Regions from separate parts of the Drosophila melanogaster genome. Here region 2 is linked to region 1. The links are chromatin contacts, called in public Hi-C maps. All regions are on one chromosome and are shown on one strand. The core of a region is the stretch at or near the end of the contact, and the rest is flanking DNA. Distances in the headings are between cores, read along the strand shown. Region 1 holds the start of Mhcl (Myosin heavy chain-like). Region 2 holds the start of bor (belphegor).

Evidence for each region. Hi-C and Micro-C count contacts between places; a contact is called where the count stands out from the background.
Region 2: a contact with region 1 is called in a Hi-C map of the Kc167 cell line, with 2.7 times the contacts expected there. A contact is called at or near these places in 12 of 107 Hi-C or Micro-C datasets (the D17-c3 cell line, the Kc167 cell line, the OSC cell line and 5 more).

Annotation. Positions count from the first base shown.
Region 1 is chr3R:16,097,225-16,100,901 of dm6, forward strand. It overlaps Mhcl (Myosin heavy chain-like), which reads right to left and starts at 1,537. Exons shown (of 18, transcript NM_169701.3): 1 at 1,407-1,537; 2 at 1-396. The coding sequence starts at 364. It overlaps Akt (Akt kinase), which reads left to right and starts at 2,004. Exons shown (of 7, transcript NM_001300425.1): 1 at 2,004-2,436; 2 at 3,676-3,677.
Region 2 is chr3R:16,261,988-16,265,643 of dm6, forward strand. It overlaps bor (belphegor), which reads right to left and starts at 2,128. Exons shown (of 6, transcript NM_001260206.1): 1 at 2,083-2,128; 2 at 1,743-2,029; 3 at 1,160-1,634; 4 at 275-1,099; 5 at 4-202. The coding sequence starts at 1,965. It overlaps asun (asunder), which reads left to right and starts at 2,284. Exons shown (of 3, transcript NM_079655.4): 1 at 2,284-3,656. The coding sequence starts at 2,366.

The DNA of each region.
Region 1 (3,677 bases), core at 287-2,786:
TCATCACAGATGCTACAATCTCCTCATTGCCACGATCCTGCTCGGGATCTGCAGCTCCCACTGCTCCTCCGTTGCTTCCGCCGTTTGCATCTGCATTGAGGGCGGCAAAGAAGTCTGCGCTATAGTCCGCCGTAATTCCGCTCGGCAACTTTTCCTTCTCCTTGCGTCGCCCTCGGATTTTAAGCGATCGGCGCACCTCGTCCAGGCGGAGCAGCTCGTCGGTGCTCATGCTGCCGGTGACGCCAGTCACGCCTCCCATTCCCGGGCCACCAGAGGTGCCCTTAGCCTCTTTGCGCAGTTTTTTTTCGCGCTTGCGACGCTCCTTGTCCTCATCCCCAGCGCTCTTCTTCATAAAGTTGAACATCTTATGTGGTGTGTGGGGTCCTTAGGTGCTAGCTGCGGAAGGGGGGCGTTGGTGGGTTAATGCGAAGTTCAAGGGCGTGACCAAAAGTCTGGACTAATTCGATTTGCACTGTTCTCTTTGCTGCGCTCTATCCAGGGGTGGATCTAGACAAACGTGCAGGGCATACCGTTCATTTCCAAACTTGAAATTACAACTTACATTTTTAAAATCAGTAACACAATTTTAATTCACTGAATAGTTTAAAGTACGGTATTTATGTGATTTGATTTTACAAAAACATTTAAGGTGCCCATAATCCACGTTTAAGGTCCCCTGGATTTCGCCCCTGTACTGCTCAGTCCTGTTCTCTTCGTATTGCTATCTCGCTCTTACAATTGCACAGCCACTTCGAGCAATGCACCCGCCCGCACAACAACCGTTATCTTGCCACGGTGTTTGTGTGAATGTGCACATTTGCAAATCACATAAACAATGGCATATTTCTTCACTTTTGCACCCACATTTCTTCTGCTGCGGTGGCGGCTTTACTTTTGTCATTGAGTCGTTGCCATTTGCCCTGTTTCTGTTATTATTTATTATTCAATTATGCGCTTTCTTTTCCACAGCTAGCATACATTTGTTTTGTTTTCACACGGTAACACACACACACACAAAGAAAGGGGGGCTCGTGGCTGCGTTGGTATTGATTGCTCGAGACTGCACTCTTCCCTTCTCTCTACACCATCTCTTCATATTTTTCATTTCTCCAACTAATTGAATGCAACCGATTCTGCCTCATTACTTATGCTCATGCTTTTCCAATTGCTCATATTCGGCGAACGCTCTTATTCGGCCACAGCCCACAGTGATACACACGATAGGCAGAAAAAGAAAGTTGAGAGTCAATAACACCTTTGTTTTTGCACTTTTCTACGCCTTTTTTGATAACACACACAAACATTGGGAGGGACTCACGCACACACAGTCGCGCTGGAGTCGTTATTTGTTTATTTGAAAGTGGCATGCTATGTTCTCCCTTCCGATTGGGTTGCAAGTTATTTACCTCGTTTTGTGCCAATGGGGCACTTTATTCGCTACTCGTTTTTTGTTTTTTTTTCGGATTCAAAGGAGACTTCGCGTTCTGCATAAACAAATCTGAGCAAGAGTGCCCAAAGAGGTGAATATCAAATTTGATCTGGGAAACTGGAAAAGAGAACTGACTTTTTCTAGCTACTTACACATGGTCATACTTATCAGAGTATCTACTTAGTGCGGACAGGAACCATATATAAAATTGATAGGGCTTCCAAATTTTTGATCAATTATGCTTTGAAAAGTTATAACAATTTGTCGATATAAGAAATAGTTTTGTATACATAGCATATAAAATAAAGTTTTTAAAAATGAATTTAATAACAATACAGCATTATTATTAATCTGCAGTTCATACATTCAAATTTGAAGTGAATTCTAGTTAAAGAGTCGGCCTAGACAGTCAGAAAACAGAACTATTGCCTTCTAAAACATTTAATTTAAATTTAAGGGATATTTGCGCGTTGTACAGCTCTTAAATAATGTCTCTCTCTGGCATCTTTCCACCGTAACAGTCGCCTAACTATCGCTAAAACAGGTGGCAACGCGGATCGAATCAGTTATCGAGCCAGTTATCGAAAAAAAGTGAAGCGTAAAAACTAAACGGTACTTGGAAAATTTACTTTGCCTGTGTGCGTGCTTCTGTTTATGAAAACTACGTTTTTAAGCATTTGCAATTGATGCAACGTTGCTTTGGAAGGCAAGAAAACACCAAGTGGAAACGCCCGGGTGGCGGAAATCGACTTCCAGTGCGCGAGTGCGAGATTGTGTGTGTTTCGTTCCGTCCTCTGGTGTCTGGCACCTTAACACAACAACAACTACAGCAGCAGCAGCAACAACAACAATAGCAAGCAGCAACAACAACACACGCACAATAATAAGAAGGCCTGTGACGTTGTCGCTGCCGTCACCATCTAAAGGAAAATACCAAAACGAGTAGGAAAACAAACCGCAGTGCAGTAGGGAAAGCAAAAGTCGGGTTTTTTTTTTTACAAAACTAGGTGGGTTCTTGTATTTTTCACCAGCATTTCCACAATTTCCATTTCCACGAAGTGATTTGACATGTTGCGCTGCTAGGTCGCCGCTGCCCACACACACTCGCACACTCGGTGGTTCACTCACTCAGCCACTCACACCCACACGGCCAGACAATCACACGCACACGGCCAGACACTCACACATACACTCACACTCATACACCTTTGTGGCAGACACGCGTACTGTCTGTCTCCCTCCCCCTCGCACCCACAGTCTGGCCTCACTCGCACTTTGCAATGCAGCCCTGTCTGTGTGACTGCCTCGGTGTGCGAGCGCCTGTCCGCTTATGCCTGTGTGTGTATTTTGTCGATTTTTATTTTATGTACATTTGTTTACAGTTTTAGATAGATAGCGACATTTGTACAGCCGGCGGCCATCCGTCGTTGACATTTTCGCAAATTGTAAATGAATATGCTTTTGCTTTTGCAGTTGTGCCAGTGTGAGTGCGAGTACGAGTGCGAGTGCCGCCTGCGAGTCCCCTGTATGTGTACATATGTATATGTATGTATTATATATGCATATACATAAGTTCATGAACAGTCGCCGCCGTCGACTTGTTTTGATTTAATTTCGCGCTAAATGCAATCGCGAACAATTTTCACTCGTATCGCCGTGTCGCTGCGTAACATGGCGGGGAATTTCGTTTGAAGCCGAAAGTGGCAGCAACAACAAGGCGACGATGGCGCCTACATCTGCATGTGGGCCAGTGACTAAGAATCCAATCCCATACCATGCCACACCATACCAACCCATCCAATTCGATACAATCAGAATCACAGTCCTCAATCCAATTCAATCCCTTTCTGGCGACGGAAATGCCGCAAATGTTTTGCACCAGCTGCTGACGCAAGCGCCAACTGCATTTGTCATAAACATGCAAAATGACAATAACAATTGTTTACTATCAGCGTGAGATAGGCGATGTGGGAAGTATATATCTGGATAGACTTGGCAGCCTTTTAGTGTCTGTTTCCCCTTTTTTGATAGCTAGCTCATTTGGGAACTCCATTTGTCCACTTTGACTAGTTTATGTCGACAGTTGGCGGATCAGTTAATATCTAGTACATGTTGAATCCCTGAAGGTAAAGGTGTTACTAGACGAACCCTCTGCTAAAGCCTTTTTCTTTTCGTCGATCGCATTCTTAGTTTAAGTATTTCAAACTCAGCATGAATATAAAGGATTCACTGTACTCCTCTTACAGGT
Region 2 (3,656 bases), core at 878-3,377, 170 kb after region 1:
CACCTTCTGCTTATGCTGCTGAGCAGCGGAGTAGCACCTGTCCAGGACCATCTTCTCGGTGAGCAGACCATCCTCGGAGGCATAGACTGCCGCCTGCCAGGACACGCCCAGCTTGGAGATTTCTCGACCCGACATACCCTCGCACAGAGCGGCCATCTTCGAACACGTCTTTCCGTAATCAAAGGTGTCCAGTTTGAACCGCCTAGAAGATTATAAATGGTTGTGAACAATTATCAAAAAATGTTCCAACTGCAAGAGCTCTTGCAATACTCACTTGGCACCCGCAGCGGCAGGCTGCAGCACATATTTGTCGAAGTACAAGCGCAAGAGGCGTTCCCGTTCCTCCAGGCCAGGCAGCGTGAACTCCACCATTTCATCCAGACGATCGTTGATGGCATAATCAAACTGCTCGGGAGTGTTGGAGGCCAACACAAGCATGAACTTGGGATTCTGCTCGGAAGTGCGGTACAGGAAGGCGTTGAGGGCGGCACGCAGATCCTCCGAGATCTTCTCAGAAGAACGTTTGCGTAAGAATGCATCCGCCTCGTCCACAAAGAGCAGAAGTCCGCGGCGTGAGGTGTGCGACCAGTCGAACACCTTGTGGATGGCGGTTACGCCCTCCTTGCCCATGGGCGCCACATCGCCACCGGTCATGATGGCAAAGTCCATGCCAGAGTGTTCGGCCAGCTTCTTGGCGAACATGGTCTTGCCCGTTCCTGGCGGCCCGTGCATCAAAACATTCCTGTACATGCCCTTGTTGATACGTGTGTTCTTTGTGGCGATGGCAATGTCACGAAGCCGTTCCTCCAGCTTCGGATTTAGCACAACGCCCTGCAGCGCATCGGTCGGCTTGGCGCGCAGCCTCTTCAGGTAGTGCAGCGGGTTCTTAAGGGCGTCCAGAAAAGCAAAGCGCGACGTCTCGCCAACTAACGTAGGTTTACCAATGCGCGCCTCCACATATCGAGAGACCACTCCAGTGGCGCCCTTGGCCGTGTACACACCCAGGGCCAACAACGAAAGTCCTCCGGCGGCGGTCAGCACCTTGTCCCAGTCGGTAAGCATAGCCTCAGCACCGGCACCGATAACAGTACCAGCGGTTCTGTGAATAAGTAACACAAAATCAGTTATTTCATCCTGCCTAGTTTGGGGTATCACTCACTTGATGCCCTCCAGTACGGTTGTTCGATGCTCCTGCGCCTTGAGACGGATCTTCTCCAAATTAATATCCCGGTTCTCGCGATCCACTCGTGCCTTGGCGCGCAGTTCGTGTTCTAGAAGCTTAAGCCGGTTCTTCTCCTTCATCTCGATCTCGTGCTCGATGGTCTGGCGCCGCATGGCCTCTTGACGCTGGACGCTCTCCTCCTGCTTGCGCAGGTTTTCCTCCTGTACGCGCTGCTGCTGCAACAGCTGATCCTCATACCGCTTGCGGGACAGCTGATCCTGGTATTGGGCACGCTGCTGCTGCTGCTTGGTCTCCTCGATGAGAGTTTTGCGGCGCTCCTCGTGGTCGATGCGCTTCTGCTCGACCTTGGCCTGCTCGATATGGGCTTCGTACTCCTTGACCTTGGTGTTGTACTCCGTTTGGCGGGTGGCCTCCTGCATCTTGGACAGCTCGAGGGCCTCCCGGGCGTGTTCTGCACAAGATTAACATGGGTTATGGACATGGACTCTGACGCATACGCACGTTGTGATAGCGTGGCGCATGCCGGTTATGCAATTGGCTGATGAAATTTTGTTCTTACTTGAGCGCTCCAGGGTTTTGGCAGCATCCGCTGCACGTTCCAGCGCCGACGAATCGAAGCGGTACGCTTCCATGGCCTTGCGCTCCGCCCGGCTCAGTTGCGAATCCCCGGACTTCTCGCCGGCCGTCCTGCCCTCCGGATCGGCAGCTCCTCCTCCTTCCGAAAAGCCGGCGGTCTGATCCGGCTGAGGCTGTTGGCGGTTCCTGCCCAAAAGCCACGACATTTTCCTAATATGTTGGCTTGCGCTTCTCGCGCTTTTCACTCAGTGTATGGGAAAAAAAAACAATCTAGAAAATATTATGAAATTTAGACAGCTTTCGCTTAACAACGTGATTCTTACTACTGAGCAGCGCTGCCAGATTCGGTAAATTGGAGACGGACAAATTGAAATGAAGTTATAAATACATCGATATATTTTTTTTAAATGTGTGCTTTTTTGTTGAATTTGAGAAAAGAGCTTTTTAACACAGTTTAGTAAATTTAAAAAAATAAAAAAAAATTAGCTGTGGTGAATTTGGAATTCGAAAACAGCTGTTCGTGGTGAACAAAGATTGTAAACAATTAGGATTCAACGTTTGCGTTTGTTTGATTTCCCGGCAATTTAAGTTGTCCACGAGTCCACCATGTTCGAACGCAACCAGAAGACCATCTTTGTGCTGGACCACACCCGATACTTTAGCATCGCCAGCGAGGAGTACATCTCGATGGACTTCCTAAAGGGAAAACCATCTGCAGACGGCGGCGCAACAGGAGCGGCGGGAAATGCAACCGGCAGCGGTGGATCCCAATTCAGCAAGAGCCTGTGGACATGCGCCTGCGAATCCTCCATCGAGTACTGCCGCGTGGTCTGGGATCTCTTTCCCGGCAAAAAGCATGTGCGGTTTATTGTCTCGGACACGGCGGCGCATATCGTGAACACCTGGAGGCCCAGCACGCAAAATATGGCGCACGTGATGAACGCAATGCTAATTGTGGGCGTGCCGTCGCGCAACGTACCCACATCTTCTGACTACTCGGTAATCCATGGCCTGCGGGCCGCCATCGAAGCGCTGGCGGAGCCCACCGATGAGCAGTTGGCGGCAATGGCCGACTTTGGGACCGACGAACTGCCGCGCATTCCCAACAAGGGTCGCGTCATCTGCATAACTTCAGCGCGTGACAATACCAGCATGAAAAGCCTGGAGGACATCTTTAACACCGTGCTGGTGCAGCAGAACACCCTAGCAGCTCCGCCCTCCAAGAAGGGACTGGTCATCGACCATTGCCACCTAGTTATCCTCAACATTGTGCCGCTGGGCGTTGAATCGTTGGTTACCAATCGCAGCCTGCTCAAGATATCGCCGCTGCTTGATGTCGAGATCCACACAGTCAGTGCCCCGGATATTTCCTATAAGCTGACGCACCTCATACTGAACCATTACGACCTAGCTAGTACCACGGTGACTAACATACCCATGAAAGAGGAGCAGAACGCCAACTCCAGCGCCAACTACGATGTGGAAATCCTGCACAGCCGAAGGGCCCACTCCATCACCTGTGGCCCAGATTTCAGTCTACCCACGAGCATCAAGCAAGGTGCCACATACGAAACAGTGACTCTTAAGTGGTGCACACCGCGCGGTTGCGGCTCTGCAGATCTACAGCCCTGTCTGGGTCAGTTCCTCGTGACACCGGTGGACGTCACCTCGCGGCCCAGTTCTTGCTTGATTAACTTTCTGCTTAACGGACGTTCAGTCTTGCTGGAAATGCCGCGCAAGACCGGCTCAAAGGCCACCAGCCATATGCTTTCTGCACGCGGTGGCGAGATCTTTGTGCACTCCCTGTGCATCACGCGCTCCTGCATGGATGAGGCTCCATCAATTACTGATGGCCCCGGAGGACGTGTCTCGGACTATCGCACCGCCGAACTTGGTC